2 separate regions of the Mus musculus genome follow, and region 1 is linked to region 2. A link is a contact called in public promoter capture Hi-C data. All regions are on one chromosome and are shown on one strand. The core of a region is the stretch at or near the end of the contact, and the rest is flanking DNA. Distances in the headings are between cores, read along the strand shown. Region 1 holds the start of Wfdc17 (WAP four-disulfide core domain 17). Region 2 holds the start of Ccl9 (chemokine (C-C motif) ligand 9).

The links. Capture Hi-C pulls out chosen DNA fragments and counts their contacts.
Region 1: a promoter capture Hi-C map of liver shows a contact between it and region 2. The contact joins the promoter of Wfdc17 here to the promoter of Ccl9 in region 2. A contact is called at or near these places in 10 of 39 promoter capture datasets (the C10 cell line, the HPC-7 cell line, the SN4741 cell line and 7 more), 1 of 15 datasets of contacts at CTCF or cohesin (the NIH/3T3 cell line), 7 of 484 Hi-C or Micro-C datasets (B cells, bone marrow-derived macrophages, centroblasts and 4 more), 10 of 115 datasets of contacts at active chromatin or transcription factors (the NIH/3T3 cell line, bone marrow-derived macrophages, cardiomyocytes and 3 more) and 6 of 9 other capture datasets (adipose tissue, bone marrow-derived macrophages, embryonic stem cells and 3 more).

What each region holds. Positions count from the first base shown.
Region 1 is chr11:83,702,335-83,707,864 of GRCm38.p6, reverse strand. Wfdc17 (WAP four-disulfide core domain 17) reads right to left here and starts at 3,809. Exons shown (of 3, transcript NM_001081957.1): 1 at 3,692-3,809; 2 at 2,923-3,071; 3 at 1,596-1,797. The coding sequence starts at 3,773. The coding sequence ends at 2,923.
Region 2 is chr11:83,575,591-83,581,643 of GRCm38.p6, reverse strand. It overlaps Ccl9 (chemokine (C-C motif) ligand 9), which reads left to right and starts at 3,008. Exons shown (of 4, transcript NM_011338.2): 1 at 3,008-3,255; 2 at 5,198-5,269; 3 at 5,693-5,801. The coding sequence starts at 3,180.

The DNA.
Region 1 (5,530 bases), core at 2,560-5,059, 130 kb before region 2:
ATTACCAATTAGCTTAAGACACAGCAGTCGTAAGGAAACAACTGGTCAGACAGTTTTGCTTTCTTTGGCAACTTTGGCCAAGAAAACACAGCTTTTTCTATTTCAACCCTAATTATTACTGCTAACTCTTGGATCACATACTACATAACAAACTGTAAATGTGTCTCTCTGTGTTGTGTGTGTGTGTGTGTGTGTGTGTGTGTGTGTGTGTGTGTGTGCTACAAAAAGGGCTGTAAAAGACTAACAGGCCACAGAAGCATTCAAGAAGTTTCAGAGTCCTGAGAAGCAGAGATACAGAGAAATGTAAGAAGAATCTAGATTGATGATCTAATGAACCAGAGTTTAGTGGAGAAGCTGGAGAAACTGTGATGGCTGCAAGTGAGGCTACTTCATGTCATCATCTTGAAAGCAAAGCTGTCCAGTTGTTGAGTTAAACTGCAGAAGCAAAGAGCAGAACCAGGCCTGGATGAAGGAACTGGAGGACAGATGGATGGCAGGTCCAGATGCGTGAGCAAGAATAAAGACAGACAATGAGGCTACACAGAAGGTGACATAGATCATCACAAACAATGTCAGCTATGAGAGACAGAGGAACAGTGTTGTGATAGAGACAGATATGGGACACCTTAGGCTTGTAGATGAAGTGGAGAGATCAAGAAAATATAACAGATGCTAAACATGTCCTGGAGAGATTCTCCTCTGAACAGAGGGCTTGCCTTTTCATCGCTGATCCTCTGCAGCATCCTTCATGAACCCCAACAATTCAGAGAGAAGCAGCAGTCAAGCCTGGACATGGCTTGCACCCCATCCAGTAAAGCCAGGGGATGAAGAAAACCACCTCACAGATCTCAATACTGCTCTTGTAGGATAGGAATGGGCCCAAAATCCCTGGTAGCATTTCAGGTGAGTTCTATCTTCCAATAGACAGGAAGTCAGATTTTTAAATGTACCACTCTCAAATGTTTAAACATTATTTTAAATCATGTTCATGTGTAGTGAGGTGTGTTGGTATACCTGCACTGGATGCAGGAGTCTGAGGAGACCAAAGGTGTTAAATCCCACCTGGATCTGGAGTAACAGTAAGTTCTGGACACCTCTCGGGGACTCTTGGAACTGTGCTGAGGTTCTCTGGAAGAGCAGTATGTGCTATTACCACTGATACAGCTCTCCAGCCTCCTAACTCCTGCTAAGAAGAACCCATACCCCAGAGGTCATGCTTGTGCCTAGGAGTTTGATATCCACTGCTGCAGGATGTTGTATTGCTTTACAATAGAGAGTTCCTTAGCCCCTCCTGCTTGTCCTGTATTATCATCCATTAAATAAATGCAGTTCCAGCAGGTCTGCTCTATGAGCCATAATCAGTTCATTTTGTTTGCTTGACTAGACTTATGTTTGAGAATGCCCCCAGAAAACATTCTTATGTCCTCTGCCTTGTTTCTACATATGAACAAGGTAGGGGGAGAGGAATTAACTTGGAGGACCTTGTCGTGGGACTGCTCGGATCCTGAGGCCCAGTGTTCAAGGGAGGCTGCAGGGATGGCGCCGCTGATTAGAAGAGTCAATGGGATGGGAAAATAAGAACTGTACAACAAGAAGAATGCTAAGGGTAGTTTATTTTGGACACAGACATATTAGGGCATTGTCACCACAATATAGATCTTCCTTGTCCAAGAATGCAATTCTAGGGCTAGGAAGTAGCCAAGCACAGGCTCTGTGAATTCAGAAGAAATCTTCTGGGGCTGGCCATCATTCATGTTTATGAAGATTGAATCCATCTTCCACATGGCTGTCAACCATCTACAATGCAGATTTGATTATGCCATTTCCTTTGCTAAGAAACCTCTAGTTGTTCAGCCCTTACTCTCTGCTTGGCAGCTCAATGCTGATTGGATGTGGGCTTGTTTTAGAATGTCCAACCGAGATACCACATTTAACTGGAACAATAAATCCCCGAACTCTCAACTAGGGCTTACAGTATCCCCATTGTCTGAACCTGACTCCCTTGTCTGGGGGACTTTGAGTGTTCTAATTATTGATCTCCACTCTGACATCTTCCCTGACAAAGCTAGTAACCACTCTTAGAACTTACTAGAAACTGGTGCAAAGTTCACGCTGACATACATTTCTACAGTCTAGTTACATTGGCCTTTGAATCGCCATTGTAACACATGCCTGCCTGACTTGAAGGTGTTCAGTAAATGAGTGTTGCCATTAACCTCATTGTCTTCTCCCTACCAGGGACACTTGTTTTCCTGAGAGTGTCAACCCTTTTTGGCTGGGGTGGAGAAGAGTGAGATGTCCCAGTCTATGACCATGTGGGTCTAAGTTGTGGTGGCTTGTGTCAGTTTAGTCATGGTGGAAATGTCTTTGCAGTGTAGAAGGCACAGATCATGTAACCTGGTGTCCTTCCTTCTTCTTCCAGTTCCTTTCTCTTGCACATATCCAGACTCTTGTGTGTAGCCAGTGTACAAAGGCCATGGGGCTGTCCAAGGAAAGTCCCCTGGAAACTGACTAAGTCCCTTGGACATACCTTGACAGGATGTTGTAATATGGATGATAAAGGCTCTTGTAGCCTTATATATTTGAATAATATGTTCACAGGTTTAAAACTTTGGAAATATATGTTGGGAGGTATGGATTTGTTGGAGGAATTGTATCTCAGGGGACAGGCTGGGAGCTTTCAGAGGCCCATATCCTCCCCAGTTAGCTTACTCTCTGCCTCAGGATTGCTTTTCAAAATGTAAGCCTGCAGGCAATGCTCCAGTCCCATGCATTCCTGCCTGCTATATTGTTCCCAAACACCAGGGACATGAACTTACTCTCTGAATCTGTAAGTCCCCCCCAAAACTTCCTTCTCTAAGTTCCCTTGGTCATGGTGTCCTATTACAACAATGGAAAAGTAAAACACAGGACTATACTCACTTAAAAGACAGGAGTTTTGCAGACATGACCACAGCTATTGCTACAGCACTTCATGTTGCCAGGGCAGGATCCATCTCCTGAGCATTGATCAACACAAATTCCAACACTTTCTGGTGAAGGCTTGGGACAAGCTCCAGGTTTTTCAAATTCTGAAATATACAATGATATTTATGTAGCCAGAAAACAGACATGAAACAAGGTGGAGAATTGATGCTAGAGATCTGAAGTCACATCACCTGCTGGAGAGCTTACTCTATAATGTCCTTTTACAACTCAGGGCTCTTCCCTCAGCTTCACCAGCTCCAGTCCTGCTCTAAAGCCAAGCTGTTGATTCAGGCCCTCAGAGCATATTCTCCACCTCCACAGCCTATGCAGTCTCAGTAGAAAGAAACTTCTACCATCGTAGCCTGTCTTTACACCTCAGAAGATGCCATAAATACTCTAATGACAGCCACACCTCTCTTTACACCAGACCCATGGTTCATCTCTGAGCAAGTGCTCCCACAGGACTCTAATGCAAGGCACATCTCTAAACTAGCGGAGCTGTCCTGATTTCTGTGCAAGTTTCTCTCAAACTAAACCCCCTCCTGCCAGCCTCTGTCTTTAAGAACGCTAAGGAATGCAGAATGATCACTCTATATAGACTAAAGGGAGTGAGTGTGATCCAAGCAGTTGTCACATGGCTTTCCCTGTAATAATGCATCCCCTGGTCCTAGTGATCTTCTAGAGTCCCCTCTCTTTCCAGCTTGGATGCCCTTAACACACTTACCTTTGGGGCAAGACACTACATAGGTAGTGTTCATCCCCACAGTGATCAAAGCCACCAGAAACAAGACTGTGGCTGTCTTCATGTTGGCTCTGGCTCGGCTGAACTCATGAAATAATTTATAGCCTCAGTAAAGCTAGAATTATGGGTGTGGGAGGAAGCAGTCAATGGGGAAATGCATGAAAACAAGAGCTTTCCAGAAAGTGCCTGCCCATCACCAGGTTCCTTTTTCCAGTTTCATAAGTGACTTCTCTCTAATTGGTCTTTGATAGATGCTAAACAAAATCACAAAATAGTCTCAAACTCATTTCCTTACCATGTGAGTTGTTACACCACATCTTGGCCCTTGTGTGAATGATGAGCAAGGGAAATATTTATTGCTGTGTAGCACTGTGTCTCACAGTAAGAGCTGGAGCAGAGACAGCCAGTAAGGAGTGTCAGGGCCCACTGGTGGCTTCCTGGACATCCAGTTACATAATGATGTAGCATTCTTCTGGGAAAGATGGGGTTTGTGTCTTTACAGCTCTACAGATGAGAATCTGAAACACTGTGGATCTGGGCCCCTCCTACCTGCAGATGTAGGTAATGAAGTCACTCCTGGAAAAGCAGATACTCAATGACTTCCAATTGGCAAGGGTCAGTTGAAAGTAAGTAGGCAGGCTCCCTGATGATGAGAGGTTGTCTTCGACCAATGCTTTTCTATAAGTCAGGTCTTTATACAGAAGGCTGCATATGTGAGCCGTGGAGGGATGGGAGGCCTAGGAGAACATGCAGTGTCCCTTGTCCCTCAGCAGAGAGCCTGACTCTTTTGCTCTCCAGACTATACACTCTCAGTGACAAAATTGTAGCTGGACAGTCCAAGTCTGTGGGAAAGATTCAGTCACCACGTGCTGGCTCTGCAGTGTCTTCTCTCTGTAGGGTGTCTTCTCAGGGTTTGAGGGGTTTGTGTGGTCACTTACTTTGCTCCCTTTATTTCTAGTCCTTCCTTCAGATTGAGGAGACATTCTAGGGTGTGTGTAACATTCCTCCTTTATTGTGTGCTTGCTTTGTCAGAAACACAGGCAAGTTCATTATTTATAATATTTTTTGTAATGTTATAATTTATATAATATGTATAAAATCATAATATATAGCAGTGGGGTTTCTGTTTATTTGTGTCTTTTGTTCTTGTTTGTTTGTTATTTTTGTGACAGGATTTTTCTGTGTAGCCCTGGATGTTCTGGACTTTGCCCTGTAGACCAGGGTGACCTTAAACTCAGATATCCACCTGCCTCTGCCTCCCCACTGCTGGAATTTAAGGAGCCCACAACCATCACTTGGCTTGAGATACAGCAGCTTCATTGGAAGCAACGGGCCAGACAGTTCTGCTTTCCTTGGCAGCCCGGGCCCAGGCAAAGAGAAAAATATTTGTTCTAACTTTAGTTATTAATATAACCTCTCAGATAACATACTATATGACAACAATAAATACATTTTTATATATCCTCCTATGTCCATATAAACATGTGTTACAGGAAAGACTGCAAAAGGCTAACTGTCTACTGAAGAATTCAAGAGGTTTCAGAGTCCTGAGAAGCAGAGAAACAGAGAAAGGTAAGAAGAATCTGGATTGATGAGATAATGAACCAGGGTTAGGAGAGAAGATGGAGAAACTGTGGTGGCTCCAAGTGAAGCCACTCCTTGTCTGCTGGGATCCTGGGGGCTCAAAGTTCAAGGGAGTCTAGTGGGATGGCTCTGCTAATTAGAAAACTCAATACAGTGTGCGCACACACAACACACACACACAAATGAGACTTCAACCAAAAGAATGCTAAGGATCATTTATTTTGTACATGAACACAC
Region 2 (6,053 bases), core at 1,759-4,258:
CTGAGAGCCCTGCCCTCAGTGACCAGGAACAGGTTCCTCAAATGAAAATAATTCTGGATTTGATGGGTTTTGAACTTAAAGCAGGCAGATGGATCAAATCCTAGAGCCAGCTATTGTTCACTGCCATGGACCCAAGAATTCCGAAGTTCCAAGTTTGTGCACGATACCTATATACTGACAAAAAGCAGCATAAGGGAAGAACTGATGTATTTTAGCTTACAACCCAAATTACAGTCCATCATAGGAGGGAAGTAACTGGCAGGAGTTTGCACATCCGCAATCAAGAACAGAGAAATAATCACTCCTCGATTGCATAGAACTTTCTTACACACTCCAGGGTCCAGCACCTGAAATGGTGCCATCACTTTCCAGATGGGTCTTCCCACTTTAATTAACAATCTCCCGTACGCATGCCCAACCTGATCTAGATAATCTTTCATTAAGACTCTCTTCCCAGTGATTCTAGGTTATATCAAGTTGCCCATTAAACTAACCAACACAATACTCACAGTGGCATTCCCCCAGCAGGGTGATTCATATTCAAGAGGTCTTGAAAGTATGGAAATAGGTCCTCTGCTTAAACCAACTCAGTGCTGTGGTTTCCTCCCACATTCCCAGCACACTTGGGGAATCACCCTCCAGACAAAGCATACAGCACCCCAGCGTTACAATCTGTCTCAGGAGGATGCAAGAATCTGTCCAGACCATAAAAGGAAACCCAGGAGGCCTGCAGAACCTGTCATGTGAAGAATGGGAAATACAAAAGAGAAGACCTTGCACATGGACATTACACTCCTGTCCAATACAAACTCAACATCAGCATAAACCACAGGAAATACAAAAGTTTAGAGCTTTTTGTTTGTTTTGTTTTTTGTTTGTCTGTCTGTTTGTTTTTGAGACAGGGTTTCTCTGTGTAGCCCTGGCTGTCCTGGAACTCACTCTGAAGACCAGGCTGGCCTCAAACTCAGAAATCTGACTGCCTCTGCCTCCTGAGTACTGGGATCAAAGGCGTGTGCCACCACTGTCCAGCAAGAGTTTATAGCTTGACTGGTCCTCCTCTCCCATCTCCATGCATGAAAGGAGCATCCCAAGAGAACATAAACACCTGGATTAAATAAGGAGCTTGATACATGATATGAAAAAGGAAGTTGGGTTGGAGAGATGGCTCAGTGGTTAAGAGCACTGACTGCCCTTTCAAAGGTCCTGAGTTCAAATCCCAGAAACCACATGGTGTCTCACAACCATCTGTAATGAGATCTGATGCCCTCTTCTGGAGTGTTTGAAGACAGCTACAGTGTACTTGTATATAATAAATAAATACAAATCTAAAAAGAAAGAAAGAAAGAAAGAAAGAAAGAAAGAAAGAAAGAAAGAAAGAAAGAAAGAAAAAAAGAAAGAAAGAAAGAGAGAAAGAGAGAGAGAAAGAAAGAAAGAAAGAAAGAAAGAAAGAAAGAAAGAAAGAAAGAAAGAAAAAAGAAAGAAAGAAAGAAAGGAAGGAAGGAAGGAAGGAAGGAAGAGGAAGTAGGAGGAAGTAAATAGGGTATAGAACCATTGGGGGAGGGGACCATAGCAAACTACTGGAGATCCAAAATACAATTAAGTCAAATTAAAAATTCTGCAGAAAGCCTTACCAGTAGAATCAGTCAAGAAAAGGACAGCATATCTGAGCTTGAAGACAAGGCACTGGGAGCAGAAAGTGTCAAGGAAAAAGATGAATTAATGAAAAGGCATGAGTTGGACTTTGGGCTATTTAATACATGAGGAGAAGATAAAGTCTAATAATCACAGATATAAAAGAGTGAAGTTCTTTCCAAATGCACAGAAAACATTTCCAGTGAAATCATAGCCAAAAAAAATTTCCTAAATTAGGCAAAGAAACATCTAATCAAATAGAGAAGTCATTTAGAACACCAAAGAGACAAGACCCAAAAAGAACTTCTTCTTGTCATATTATAATTAAAGTTATAGTACTAAGTATTCAAAACAAAGAAAATGTGTAAAAAGCATCAAGAGAGAACCACTAAGTCATGTGTCAGGAGATGTCCATCAGCGTAACAGAGAGCTTGGAGAGGCGTTCCTCAAGCTTTGGAAGACATGAACCTCCAGCCCAGGACAGTATTGCCAGCAAAGGGCTCCTTCATAACTCAAGGAGAAAGGGGATCCTCCCTTGATAGAAAGAGGCTAATGAAACTCACGAAGACTGAACCTGGGTCCTCTGAAAAAGCAACAAGTGCTCTAAACCAGTGAGCTGGCTCTTTAGCCCTCTCTTCCTATTCTATTTGACCACATCAGACTAAAACCACAAATGAACAGCAAACATTCACAAACTCACGGAGATTGGATAACTGAGTGTGTAGACCAGACTGGCCTCAAACACACACACACACCTGCCTCTGGCTCCCAAGTGCTGACACCAAGTGGTGAACACCACCCCAACCAGCCTTAGATGTTTCTTCTGACAGACGTTCTAAAGATTTTTTTTCCTCTGATGTTAAAGTATATTAAAAATATCTAAAGGGGCTGGAGAGTTGGCTCAGCGGTTAAGGACACTTGCTGGCTTCAGTTCTCAGCATCCACATGATGGCTCACAACCATCTGTAACTCTAGTACCAGGGAATTTAACACCCTCTTCTGACCTGCACAGCACTGCATGTATGTGGTAGACATACACACATGCAGGCAAAACATGGATATAAAATAAATCTTTAAAAATTAAAGAAAAATAATTAAAGAAGGAGTTGACAACAATTTTATATATCTCTGGCAAGACATATAAGTTTACTTTTATAATCTATATCTGTCGGTCAGCTGTCAATGAGCATAAGCCAGCGTCCTCCAAGCTAACCTCTCATCAGGGGTCTAGAAGGATCCCTCACTCCCACCCTGTGGCCAGAGCTAAAGGAGTGAATGAATTTTATAAAAGGAGAAATCCTTCTGGAAATATTTACTCTCTCTGAATCAATTTGAACTTTGGAAAGCCCCAAGTCACCTTTGCCCTCCACTTCCCACTGCACACTGTTCCCTCTCTTAGAACTAGCATGTTGGGTGTTATGTAGTCAAAGGAGGGCATTATGAGCTGTACCCCAGGGACTTCCTGATCCTCTTACATGTATAAATAGCAAGACCGGGCCAGGAACAGCAAGCAGTCTGAAGGCCAGCTGGGTCTGCCCACTAAGAAGATGAAGCCTTTTCATACTGCCCTCTCCTTCCTCATTCTTACAACTGCTCTTGGAATCTGGGCCCAGATCACACATGGTGAGTCCTGTGGTGGTAACTGAAAATTTGGGGGGAGTTCCAGAAGGGGCAGCATTTAATAATTTCCATCCCAGACAGAGCAATGGAATTTACTTAGTACAGACCTGCCTCTGGCTATAGCCCCTGGATCAGTGGTTCTCAACTACCGGTTGCCACCCTTTTTGGAAGTCAAACAACCTCTTCACAGGGCTTGCCTAAGACCATCAGAAAACATAGATATTTACATTATGATTCATAGCAGTAACAAAATTACGGTTATAAAGTAGTAATGAAATAACTTTATGGTTGGGGATCACCACGACATGAGGAACTGTATTAAAAGGCTGCAGCATTAGGAAGGGTCTGGTCTGGAAGCTGGTACACAAATGGCTTGCTTCCATTTGGAGAAGCAAATGTTTTCCTTTTTCATAGCTAGAATTATTTGATAACTTTTCCTAGCCAATCCTAGCTGACATTGTAGTTAGATCGAAATAACTATAATTAAAGCATACATTTGTAGAAATGAATATAAAACTCTGTGATGCTAGAGTTATTAGATGTCAGCTAGTATAGAACCATCATTTTTAAGGCATTGGGACCAGTCAGGCCAATGGCTCATCCAAGGTCACCATTTCATCTGAAGCTATGATATTTTAGTTTATGGAGGTGACCAGGGCTCAACACAGAGAGGTCCTGTGAAATAAAAGAATGTATTCCTCAACTTTTCTAAGGAGGAGAGATACATCATGTCTCACAGAGCCAAGGAGAATATTGGAGTTAGGCCAGGAGGCATAAGTAATGAAATAGAGAAACTTGTGTCAGATTCTTTATTGGAGATACTGGAAAAGAGGAAGGGCACAATGCAGGGTTCAGTTAAGATTTCCTAGACTGAAGAAGTCGAGCAGACTTTGTATATATGGATGGTCTTTAAGGATCTAGCTTTAGGAAGAGTTAGGGCAAGGGAAATACCAACATGGTGTTTGAGAATGATAAAGGTTGGGTGCTGGGCTCAGTGAGAGTTGGTTAAGAAGCAGTTAGCCCCTCCCTGTGGTCAGGATTTTAAGTATGCCAGAATACCATAATATGCAGAAAACAAAATACAGTTAGTAGAGTTAGCTATTGCTCAACTGTCCAGATGTTGATTCATTCTTCCTCTGGCATCCCTGAGGGGTGGGACAAATGGAAATGCATCATTCTTGTAGAAAAAGAAGAAGTTAGAAGACAAGCAAGCCTTGTATATATTATTGCCCTGCTCACTTTTCAAACCAGATAACTGAAACAGAGAATTGGAACAGCCTTCAATAATGTAAGACCGCATGAGTAGTGATGGGTAAGACTAAGAGGCAGATTAGTAATCATGCGTTCAAGAACAGGCACTGCTTCTTAAGATTTACTTTGGAAGCCACCCACACCACATCAAACTTGTTAAATAATAGCCGTGCACCCTACTACAGATAATTCATATGCAACCATTGAAGACATGATATAAGGGATTAGTAGTCTTGTCTTAGCACAATGCAAATTCCCAATCCTTTAGCAACAATCTTTGGGCTTCGATATATTTGGGATAAAGGATTATTATGGATTTTAAAAAGTGATACATTGCTGGATGTCACTCAACATCCCTGATGGTTTTTTCTTCAGTGTGTCCTTTAATCAGGCATTTATATAAATGTGGACTATTAGGAGCCTCATTTCACTTCAAGGGACTTTGTGTCACCAAAGGGGTTTGTGCTTCAAGTCAATAGAGTTTTTGGTTTTTTTGTTTTGTTTTGTTTTTTAAGATCCCAGAAAAATCTCATGTCACCTAAGGGGATAAATGAGTCTAGAGCAGATCCTAGACTCCAAGTGTGTGATGGTGGTCCTCAGCAGAGCCTTCTCAGCCTTGGCAAGAATCGGGGTGGGGATGGTGAGTAGAGATGCTAAGACAATGATGCTAACCTCTGCCCTCTGTCTCTTCCAGCAACAGAGACAAAAGAAGTCCAGAGCAGTCTGAAGGCACAGCAAGGGCTTGAAATTGAAATGTTTCACATGGGTAAATATTTCATTACAGCTTGTACTGAGAAGCACCAGGTGGTTGCAGATCAACACCAGAGCATCCCCCTACCCGATGACAGAACAGAACAAGGTCATGAGGGTGGTTGAGGATGCTGTCCAAAAATCTTCAAGAAGATCAGGATGGGCCATTAGTATTCCCTACAGATGTGCCTTCTCTATGCACCGAGTCTGCCTTGGGGCAGAAGTCACCTATAGGTGACTGCGCATGGCTTCCCTTCTATGGACATGTTCCCAGCCTGATTGTGGTCCACGTTAGGCCCACTCAAAGGTGCAGAAAGAGATGACAATGAGTGCAGGGTGAGGGGAAGCCTCCCCTGAGTCCCGGGGCCTTCTTATGCCCCCATGGGACCATCACCCCAGCAATGACCTGGCCTTTGAGTGCCCCCTTGTTTTCTTGCAGGCTTTCAAGACTCTTCAGATTGCTGCCTGTCCTATAACTCACGGATTCAGTGTTCAAGATTTATAGGTTATTTTCCCACCAGTGGTGGGTGTACCAGGCCGGGCATCATGTAAGTGTCAAATTCACTCATTGTGTGTTATGGGGAGGGGGAGCCTCCAGGATCTTAGATGGCCTGGTGGATAGACTTCCAGAGAAGACCCATTCTTGGATCTCACCAGGTGGGAGGGGGGATACTTCAGGGTGTAGAGAAGGAAACAGCTAGCAGAGTCACTCCATGAGTCCTTAGAGACCCTCACAGGTCTAGAGGGGGCCCCAGAGAGGGGATGATGGTGCTGAGCTACCTCCTGGAAAGAACAGACTG